2 separate regions of the Gossypium hirsutum genome follow, and region 2 is linked to region 1. The links are chromatin contacts, called in public Hi-C maps. All regions are on one chromosome and are shown on one strand. The core of a region is the stretch at or near the end of the contact, and the rest is flanking DNA. Distances in the headings are between cores, read along the strand shown.

What was found. A called contact is a pair of places that touch in the nucleus more often than the background predicts.
Region 2: a contact with region 1 is called in a Hi-C map of leaf, with 1.7 times the contacts expected there. The contact joins the promoter of LOC107897943 here to the promoter of LOC107894983 in region 1. A contact is called at or near these places in 7 of 34 Hi-C or Micro-C datasets (anther, callus, hypocotyl and 2 more).

Annotation. Positions count from the first base shown.
Region 1 is chrA01:103,162,966-103,168,611 of Gossypium_hirsutum_v2.1, reverse strand. LOC107894983 (F-box protein At1g67340) reads right to left here and starts at 2,963. Exons shown (of 4, transcript XM_041112087.1): 1 at 2,790-2,963; 2 at 2,294-2,674; 3 at 2,041-2,203; 4 at 832-1,865. The coding sequence starts at 2,535. The coding sequence ends at 1,098. LOC107894984 (REF/SRPP-like protein At1g67360) reads left to right here. Exons shown (of 4, transcript XM_016820147.2): 4 at 1-78.
Region 2 is chrA01:103,417,671-103,423,316 of Gossypium_hirsutum_v2.1, reverse strand. It overlaps LOC107897943 (CTD small phosphatase-like protein 2), which reads left to right and starts at 2,446. Exons shown (of 8, transcript XM_016823548.2): 1 at 2,446-2,722; 2 at 3,484-3,823; 3 at 4,010-4,146; 4 at 4,380-4,464; 5 at 4,588-5,001. The coding sequence starts at 3,667.

The sequences.
Region 1 (5,646 bases), core at 1,714-4,213:
TCTCAACCGTAAAATAACTTTGTATCGTAAAAATTTTAAAAATTATGAATTAGTATAATGATAAAAGTATTTTTTTTATCCTTCAAATTTTTATAATTTAATTCTAGCCTCCACTTAAATTATTTTCTACCCCACCCCTTAAATTAGGGATGTAATTTATTTAATTTGGACGATTTTAATTATTATACTTTTTGAGGTTTGAAATTTCAATTTTTCGTTAGATCAAATTCTATTGTTAGTCTTGTACTATGCATAAGTTGTGAATATATGTTCTCTAATTTTATTGTTTTAGACACTACTTTTTTGTATTTTGAAATTTCACTCAAATATCCATTAAGTCCATTATAAGACGTGATTCTTTTGTGATTATTACATAAAAATAATAAGCTAACATAGAATTATACATTTGATAATGTGCTTGTCGCATTAAAATTTTAAAAATATTATTTAATTTAATTTATCATTTGTGTTGAGATTTAAATTTAAAAATGAAAATTATAAGATTAAAAAAATCAAATTAAAGTATAAAAAGTAAATTGATTAAGTTAAGCATAGTCTAAGCATAATTGGAATTTCTAGAATAAATAAAAGTCAACTTCCGTCCTTAACAAGAAATCTACAAGTAATTACATTGTCTTCATTGGAACAAAAATTGTAATAGTTTCGACATTTTTTCAGTTTAAAATCTTAAATGATTTTGGATATTAGATACGGTTTCGAATTTTGTTTTGTGAATCAAATTAAAGTTTATGGCAATTTGATCTAAGCAAGCAGTCCAATTTCCAAAATTATGTTAATATTGAAAAAAAAAAGAAAAAGGAGAAAGGAATATAAGACTAGAAATTACCGAAATTAAGCTGAACATGGGCTCTATAGTGTACAAGTGGGACCATTTTTCCGATTAACCCCCTCCTCTTACAATCCACATAGAACTAAACTGTGTCGTTTCAGCGACTATCGTCATCTTAAAAGTTGATTTTTAACCTCCAAATACCCAACCAAAACTGGCCTCCTGTTCTCCATTTCCACTTTTTTTTTCTTCTCGTGGCCTTAAACCTAATAGTAAAAAATTAATTACCATAAGCAGTTAATCGTTTTTAACTTTCGGCGATGACGTCATCGTTCCCATGTACCGCACCGTTACCCTCGCCACCATCGCCTTCTTCATCAAGCCATCGCTCTACTGGCGCGCACTCGGCTTTGTGGCGCAGCTTCCAATCAAGCGCTTGGCAAGCGCGTGAGCAGTAATTCACAGCCCCACAAACGGAACACCTCCGAAACTCGTGCTTTCTTGTTTCCGGCCTCCCACAACCGACGTGGGAGCATAACCTCAAGCCCGGGCCTGGTACCCCGCCCCGAGCCCCGAACCACTCTGCTAAGAACTTGCTAGACTGATGCGCCTCGGGAGCCGGCACATTGCATCCAAAATCGCTCAGCAACGGGCATCCCGGCACGGCCTGATGACGGTGGTTATGGCGAGGGTTAGGATGCGGGATGGGGTGTGGGCTCCACGTGAGCCAAGACCGCGTAAAGTTGTTAGAAGTAGCCGCTGATGATAAAACCGTCGCTAGCTCTCGGGCGTTGGCTTGGACAAGAAACCGACGGCCCTTGGCGACGTTTTGTCGAACGCCGTACCCGTCCTGTAGGCAGTGACCGAGCTCACGGAGGGCGTCGATGTGGCCAAGAAAAGCAGCACGAGCGCACAAGGCCACACCGGCTCTAAGATCCTTGTCGTTTTTGGAACCGCCGCTGCCATTGAATTGAATCACAGCTAAGGAGTAAAGCGCTGGCGCGTGGGAGCTAATCGCCGCCTTAGCCATAAGAGAGGCTCCACTCCCTCGATTTTCTAAGCAGTAGAAAAGAATCTGTTGCAAATCATAACAGTTAACTCGTTAGAGAATGTTTATATTATTGTTCTTGAATATAAACTTAATAAATTTTAGTAACCAAAAAAAAAGTATATAAACTTAATAAATTTTAGTAACCAAAAAAAAAGTATCGGGCAGTAAAATAAAAATATATTCTTTTTCAGAAATTCACCATGCCGAGCGTGTAACAAGCTTCAGCATTTCCGGCATCAGCGCAGTTCTTCAAGAACCTGTGAGCTGACTCCGACCAGCTTTTGGCTTTAATGGCAAACATTTTTGGAGAGGCTTTGGACAATACCAGAGGACGAACTGCTAAACTATTCAATCTCTTGCATCTGTTTAACAAACAAATAAATAAAAATTAGTAAGAAAAATAAATGAATAAAACCCAAACTTTCCCCTCAGAAACAAGCAAGTCGACGTACACAATCAAAACGTTGGCGAAATCGGAAGGGCAAGCCGCGGTAGAGCTTAGTTTGGAGAGAATAGAAATGACAAGATCATCGGGCAAAACATCAAAGAAATCTCTCTTTCCGGCAATACCCGGCGAGAGTCTTCGCCGTTTCCGGCAAGCCATATTATCACCGGCGAAATCCCTCCTTTCAAAAACTATGTCATCTAAACAAACATGGGCTCTGGGGTAAGAAATCCCTCTCCTTGTTCTCATTTCTCTCTCGTTCTCTATCACTACATCGGAAATCAATCTACCCAGATGATCTTAAAATCTGTGCATTCATCATCAGCCTTTTACTTTCTCGATCTTCTTTTCTTTCCCTTAGCGGCTCGAGAGACATAAAAACTGGAACCTTATATAAAAGAATGGGGAGACACAAACAAAGCCTTAAAAGGAAGAGATCAAATAAAAACAACAACGAGGACAGAACCGAATCAAATAAAAATATTAAATAAACAGTGAAACACCTGTTTGGTACGCTTAATTACATTCTTAACCCTGGACAGTAATAGTTTCTACGGTCAAACTCCGTTGACCCAGATCCTCTGTTTCGTCATCGGGTTTAATACTGATGAAATCAAGGGAAAAAAAAACTCTGAGCACTGTTTTTATCCCTTCTTTTTTTTTTACCTGAACTTGAAGAAGACATATGAAAGAGGTAGCTAAGAGAGGTAAAAAGAAATGGATTTACCTTATCATCTCTTATATATTTATTAATTGGTGCAGGTGAAAGAAAAATGCTTGTGGGTTTGTTTTGAAAGCGGTTAAATTTGTTGCAAGTAAAACAACTAACTTCGGTTATTTTTCTGTAATTCAGTTTTGCTATTGTTTAAAAAGAAATTAATCAACGTAATTCCGGCGCGTGAACACCGCCGACCGTTTTGGGATCTTGGTTCGAAAGTGATTGCCACGCTCTTTGGCTGCGGATGGGGGAAACCTTCCATCTTGTTTACAAACTCAGGGTTCTACGACTATAAGGAGGTCAAACGTATGAATCAGCACGAACAAATGTTCAGTTACTCTTCCTTTGTTTTATTACTTGCCCATTTATTTCCAAGTTTCTTTTTTCCGTCTTTGCCCTTTTAATTAACTAAAACAGAAGTAAAATCTCAATCTTACTTCAACCCTACCACTACTTGTTTTACTTTTACCAGTTACCCCTGAAGTTTTATAAGAGACCAAGTAATAATGGTAAAGTTTGAACGGATCCCTGTACTATAAATTTAGCAAAAAAGTAGATTTTATTATAAAATCAAGCAATTTTAATTTTACATAGTTACTTATCAACTGTGATAATTTTTGGATAAAGTTGGTTTTATGATCTATATAAATTATTTTTTTATTTTTTTAAACTATAACCATAATAATGCAATTTAAAACATGATAAATAAGTAGTTTTTAGCGTCCAAGGATATCAGCGTTTAAGATATCTCTTTACTTTATCTTTAAAAAATCACTTTACTTGCTTCAAAATTAAATCGTCACTTTTATACTAAATAGATTAATTTCTTCTTGAACTTAAAACATTCTATTAAATTTCACCTTCAATCATGTGTTTATTTTACGAGATTAGATTTTTAGTCTCATAACTCGTATGGTATTGGCAATTTATTATTTTCAAATTTGTTTAAATTAGACTTACTTTCAAAATTTTTCTCCAAAATATCGAAATAAAGCGGAAACAAACTTAAAGCGAATGAGCAACAAAAAAACTAAAAAGCCACAAAAAAATAATGCAAATAAAATGTTTAAGTAAATGCTCTCAAATATATTCAATAACTATGAATGAAATTATTACAAATGAAGTAAATATCCCTATTTATGATCAAGTTCCCTCAAATCCAACGATACAGATTGAGTTATATCAATAACTGAAGTTAGTGTCTATCTACAAAATGAGAGTCTTAAATGATTTAAACTCTATACAATATTATCCCTTAAATTTTACAATATTTACTTTTATAACTCTAATTTTACTGTAATATTTTATTGAGCCACCAAAATTTTAAATAAATAGATTTTTTCTTATGTTTCACAAATCGATTAATTCAACATTAATTAATTCACCTTTATAAAACTTATGCAAGTATTGGTCATAAATTTTAATTCATGACTTGTAACACATATAATTCGTTGTCAATATTACTATGCATTAAAAAAAAGATAAATATCCTCTACATAAAACATTATAATTTAGTCTAGTATTTGTCAATTGATATCATTATTACTATTTTCATTATTTTATAATACTAATCTGATTAAATAAAATGTTTTGATCTAATATAGAATATTTTTGAATGATCGAATAATAAAATTCTTAAATTAGTCGAAACCCTCAAATAGAGTTACACTTTGGTTATTAAAATAAAAATCATATTATTAAAGTTTAGTGAAAAGAAAGATTTAAACCAAAAAGAAAAAAGAAAAAGATAGAAAAAGTGAAAAGGAATGACGTGGATCTCAAGAAGTGATGTCGACCACTTCTATCATGCCACGCGGAGCCCACTTGTCTCCACTTCCAGTTTTCTCGAGGTGAATAAGGAAGAAAACACACATTTTTGGAGCGCCAACCCCTTTTCCTTTTATTTTTCTTTCTAAAATATACATATACATATATTATGGAATTATAATGTGCCCGGCAATTGCCGTAGCCGATTTTGGTTCATCTAAATATTTTGGATGTCAAAGTTCGAGTATAACTTACCTTCTAGATGCGGTAAGTTAACATCGTTGTACTGCAGTATTGCTCACCCTTCTTCTTTCTTCATTGCACCAACGGATTTCGTTGGTTGTTTGAACTTGATTATTGTGATTTTTTATTATTTATTATGATGTAATTTAAATATATATATTTTTAGAGATATCTTAACATGTATTGATGTAAAATCACTATAAGAGTGCATGTTAAGAGAGGATTTTAAACTACAATCAACAATATGATTTTTAGAGATTTCAAAGGACCAATACTTCCATGATGTCAAAGGACATGGTTTTGAAATTCAAAGCAGATAAGCATATTGTGGAACATATGGTTGCAGAAAAATGAATGATATTTTCAGGGAACAAAGGCTAAGGTAGAAACTACAATTCACAAAGCCAAGGAGTTGAGCGATAGTTGGAGAGGAGCCTTTAATATTCATAATCAAAAGGAAAAAGAGAGAGGTTTCAAAGATTGAAATAAGATTGTTTTAATACTACTTTAGTCTGATTACTAGGAGAACAAGGAAGGGCAGGCATAGAAATGAACAATTGATGTTCCTGTTTAATAAAACATTGTAAATAGAAGACCTCCAACAGGCAACATTGTTCGCGGTTCGTGAGGCA
Region 2 (5,646 bases), core at 1,197-3,696, 260 kb before region 1:
TCTAGCATAATGGGTTCGTTGTTGGTGGAGGAGGTGTGGCTATGAGATAGGTTACAACTTTTTGTAAATAGTGGGTTATGTGATCAAAAGCCTGTGAGGGATCACATTAGGTTGTAACTGAGGTGCTACAACTGCTAAGAGAGTTGAATCAGTCAAAGGATCAATTCTTGTTGATGCAACAAATGTGGTAAAGCTAGAGGCTAAAGGATCTTTCAGAGCCTTTACTAGTTGTTTCAAGGTGGGGAGAAAGACACTTGCATACTACAACTGCACTCTAGTAGAAATAGAGGAAGAATGAAGAGTTTATGTAAAGTTCAAGCTAGTATAAATACTTGGGATAGGTGGTATGAAGGTGTTGAATGGAACAAAAAAGTTGACTTGGTTAGTTGGGTTGTTGGTTTGGTTAGTTTGCTTAGTTGGGGTACCACTTTGGGATTGAGAGACCATGTCATCCATGTTCACCACACCAATTGTTGATATTGGACTAAATAAGGAAAGGATATAGATGAGAGAAGAAAGGTTGTTGAGAAGGTCGGTTCACCCAATTAGGGTGGAGAGTTGGAGGCTATAAAGAATGATGGTGGAAATAGTTTGAAGGCTGAGGGCTGGGAGAATATTGAGAGAGTATAGGCTCAGTATTCTTGAAGGGTCGGTCCCCCGAAGGGTCGGTCCCCTATTCATCGTTCTTGGGGATATTTAAATGCAAGCGTCCCATGCAACATGACATTAATGTGTTGGACTTGCCATCTAGCCATCACTACTAAGCATGTGAGGGGATATCTTTGATGGGACGAGGATGCTTGTGATAGGGCAGATATTGTCTTCCCTTCTAACTCTGATAGGATAAAACAATTGAGTTCACATGATGTTTGGTAACCAAACGATTTCATGTTCCTATTGAAGATCGAGCCATCTGTTGTATGGATAGTCCCTTCGAGAATGTGAGTTTACATGTGTCTTCCCTGCTTTCTGTAGGCAAGTTTATTGTTTAGAAGTCTCCTAGGCTTGCCATATGTCTTGTCGCATATAGTGGTATAATAGGACCAAATTGATAGAATGTGTAAGTATTGATGATTAAATGTGTTGTTATACCAATTAAAAAAGGAAAATTTCATAATTATGTAGTTTATATCAATATTTATTTCTTTTTTACAAAGTTATTTTTAAATAATTTTCTAATTGAGTTTTTTTTAGTATATAATGCCTAAAAATTAGGTCATAACTCTCCTCAATCCTTAAATAAGAGGATAAATGTGTTTTAACACATTTGAACTCACTGACAACAATGCTGATGCCAATCGAGATAAAACTCAATTGGCTTATAATAAAAGATTTTACAATAGAATAGATAAATACTGTAAATGTGGAAAATATATATTAGAGTAATTTGTAAATTATAAAAAAAGTATTTTTTACATTGAGTAACAAAATTTAAAAAATACATATCATAAAAAATGAATACATATCATAAAAAATGAACATCTATATTACTATTGAAGTATTCAATTGAGTTGGTGTCACGAGTCAATCGAGCACCAACTTGATTTGAAAAATTATGAAAATATTCTTTCGTAATTAAAATAAGTTATATTATTTAAGAGCACTTTAGATTTTTTTTATTTTAACAAAAACTAATAAAAATATGCATATAGTTTGATTTGAATCTACACCAATTAGATTAATAAAACTTCATTTTAATGTTATTCATGCATTTTTATTTTAATATGGAGAATTTATTACCTCCATCAATTGTATGTATTAAAAATGTTGTTTGAGATGATGTCACAAATTAACGCGACACTCACTTAAGATTGATGACAACACACTGTGATAACTAATTGTATTCATTTAATATTCTTAATTTGATGTATTCATGTGTTTATGTTTCATTTTATCTTAGAATTTAATTTAAATTTTTATTTTTGAGATTATACATATTTTATTTATTATTAATTAAATTTAAATCATACATTTCATTATTTTAGTATTTGTATTAATTTTCATCATCAAAATGAATTTTCTCATAAAACTATATTATCTAACAAGCTAAATTTAGCAAATAAAAGTGTACATTAAAGGGGTGGGGGGTGGGGTTGTCATTAAGGTTAATTAGGAACTACGGAACTAGAGAAAAAACTTGGGCTCACGAAATTAATTTAAGAAGTATAGGCATCCTTAAAGAAACAACATACAAATTGTAAGCGCCTGCGGACGTAAAATAAAAATTAAAAAGGGAAAGAAAAACAAATTAAGATATCTCCCTCCACTCTAAGTTAGAAACGTCTCCAGCGGCGTCGTTTTAAGCTTCGTAGAAGCTCAATTCCTACTCTCCCAATCATAATCACTCGCCATGTCTAAAGGCCACGTTATCCAATTAAGTATTATGCAGCGCGTACTGTCCTTTCAACATTAATCGCGAGTAGGTGATTTTCTGATAAGAACATGTATTTTGAAAAATATTTCAATGAAAAATAAACTAAAATTCCATTTTTATTTTATTTTTCGATCTAACCTATTATTCTGGCAAAAAAGAAAAAAAAAATTCGATCCCCCTCTTCGTTTTCCCTCTCTTTCCCCGTCTTTGGAGGGAAAGCAAATTTCCAAAGAAACCAAAACACCCAAAACTAAGCTCCTTCCTTCTAATTCTAACAAAATTTAGGGTTCTACGTTTCTCATTTTTGCACCTCTCTTTGTCTCCATTTTTGTTATTTTATCTTATCTGGTAAGCAATTTTCTTTCTTAGCTTAAGTTACTAAATAGCTCAGGTTCGTTGGTTTAGTTGTTGCTAACTGCTTTGTTTCCATGAACTTTCTTTCTCTCTAGGGTTTAAATTTTCGTTCATGCAAACACTATTTTACATTAACTTAAATGCTCCGTTTTTGTACTGGTTCGACGATCCTTGTTGGAATGAATAGGGTTTAGTTGATTTGATGCATTTCTCTATCTCTGGATTTTGTTTGCAAAAATTTGTAGCTTTAGTGTTCTATTTAGGGGAGCTGGTGTGTGTTAGGGTTTTTAAATTTTTGTCCTCATTCGATGATTTAAGTGGAATGGTTTCTCTAGTTTTCTTCATCCAAACTGAAATGTTCATTCTGGATAATGTCCTATTATGGTTTTCATTTAGATGTGGATTGTTTTCACACTAGTAATTTGCTGTTCTTTCGGGTCCTTTGTATTTATCATGTTGAAGTTGGCTTGAATGTTGTAGGGAAGTTTGAATTCTTAAGGGACTATAGTGTGGTAAGTTAATATTCCAGAATCAGAGCCTGGATTTTGTACACAAAAATTAGGCGAAGAATTCTGGTATGATCTGGTTTTGATTGTCAACGATTTTAAATGGGAAAGGCTCAGTTGGTTTTTTTTTTCATGAGATTGCTTACATATGCTAGGAGTATTTCAGGATAATTTGCTTTTTTTAAAAAAAAATATTTTTAAATAAAAGTTACTAAAGATTTTACATGGCTTTTATTTTACTTGTTTCAGTCTACAGTAAACAGCCAGAACGTAGTATGACAGATTGACAGAAGTTCAAGTTTATTTCTAAAAATTTTAGTGTATTCTAAATGCTTTGAAATCTGAATCGTAACGCTGGACATTTAAATTATTTATTTCAAGTACGCTGGGTAGTGATAGTATCCCGAAGATTGGGGCAAAACTCTTGGTCCAATGCAAACAAAGAAAAGAATTTCTGGAAGAAATGCTTCCCGAGATCATACCAGTCCCAAGGCTTTAAGAGCGGAGAAGAAGATATCTGAAAAGGTACAAGGTCCAGAGAAGAAAGTAACAGAGCTAATTACATCTTCTGTTAGGAAGCAAAAACCTGGTATGTTGCTAATTTTATCTCATTATTCGTTTAATTAGAAGGCAAATGTTGCAGTGATAATGCTTTACTTGTTATTGATTTTGGCAAAATTAAAATTCTTTTGATAGTTTTAATTTGTGGTTTCCAAGTCAAAGTCTGTATTTAACTGTCAAATTTGCTATGTTAATAAAATTTATGAAATTTCAGCCAGAGCATTCCCAAAGAAAAATGAAGTGCCTGATGGAGCTACAAATTTAAATGCTAGATATGGGTTGTTGCATGATGATGCTTCTGATGCTTGTCTGGGGTTTGATGTGGTTAATGGTGCTCATGTAGATCAGAAGGTAATTTGTCTAGCTCTTTTCTTATTTTGTTTATATTATTTAGCCTCTTTATGGTTGCAAAGGGATGGGAGTGATTGACTATGTTGCTTTATCTTAATTATACTTAAAATGACTTTTGCCTGTGTCAGTTAATTAGGAAGATGTGAAGTTCCTATGGAAAAGCAATTAAAGAAAAATAAAAGGAAACCATCTATGCTGTTGAGATTTTGCTTATTTCTTTAATTGTGTTTCAGGGCACTGATCAACATATGTCAGGTACCATATTTTCCCCTGGATTTCACATATCTAAGATTTGCGGAGCAGAGATTGCAGGTGCAGGTAGGTTATGTGTGTGTGTGTTTGCACGCATATGAATTGTAAGACCTATTATGCGCTCTTTCTTTTATTTGATCTTAATGCATCCTATTTAGTTTGACTTTGTCAAATTCCTTTGGAGGTAAGACTCAAAAATCCATCAAGATCGGGAAATCGAGGATTCACAGGTTGATTTGCTGGGTGCTAATATCACTGGAGAAACTCTTAAGTCTACTTCTGAAGCAGAGATGCTTGTTGTGGACACGGATCCTGTGATTTGTACTGCAGATTCTGGAGCTGTCCTTTCATCTGAAGTTTCAGCCATATACCTGGCTATGAAAAACTCAAAATTGGAATGTATTGATGAGTATGGTCAAGATTCTATGTCAACTGATGTTTGTGTGGAGGATGAATACTATGAGGAATTTGATGACTTTGATCCTTACTTGTTTATGAAGAACTTACCGGAGCTGTCATCTGTTATTCCTGCTTTCCGGCCTGTGCTGCTACCCAAGCAGACCAGAAGTTGCCCTCCTACCACTCTTGTCTTGGACTTGGATGGTGAGAATACTTTTGGATAATTAAATTGGATGAACTTTTATGCTTCCAGTTGCAATTTTCTCAGTACTTTTAAAATCTGAATTCTGACCCTTAAGTCTTCAAACTAGTTGTCCTGTCAATTCTGATTTAAATATAAAGCTAAAGCTTGTCCAGTCTAAGAGCTTGAAAGAAGATTTAGCTAATTATGTTATAGTAATTTCTATAACATAACAGCAGAAAAATCTGACTCTTAATTTCTGCTTGGAAAATTAGCTAATTATGTTATAGTAATTTCTGCTGTTTATGCTCCTCATCATTTTTCTGCTTCCAGTCAATTTTGTGGCAGCTTCTGTCTGCACTAATAAGTCACAAAATCTGGACTGTAAACTGAATATTACTTTGCTTAGTGCTTACTGACACAATGTGTTATGATTGGGATATTTGGGAAAAGTATGCGCTGAAAGAGAAGTTTTTTCCAATGTTGTTTGAACCAGACTGAAATGGTCAGTTGGACCGAGAACTGGATGGGTACTGGTCTGTTTAGAAGGGTTAGACTTATTGACCTGCAAACCGTACGGACTGGTTGAACCGGGTTAAAAAGCGGTTGAACCTGTTTTTTCCTTTTTCTGAATTTTTTAATAATTTATTTAATCAAACCAGATGAAT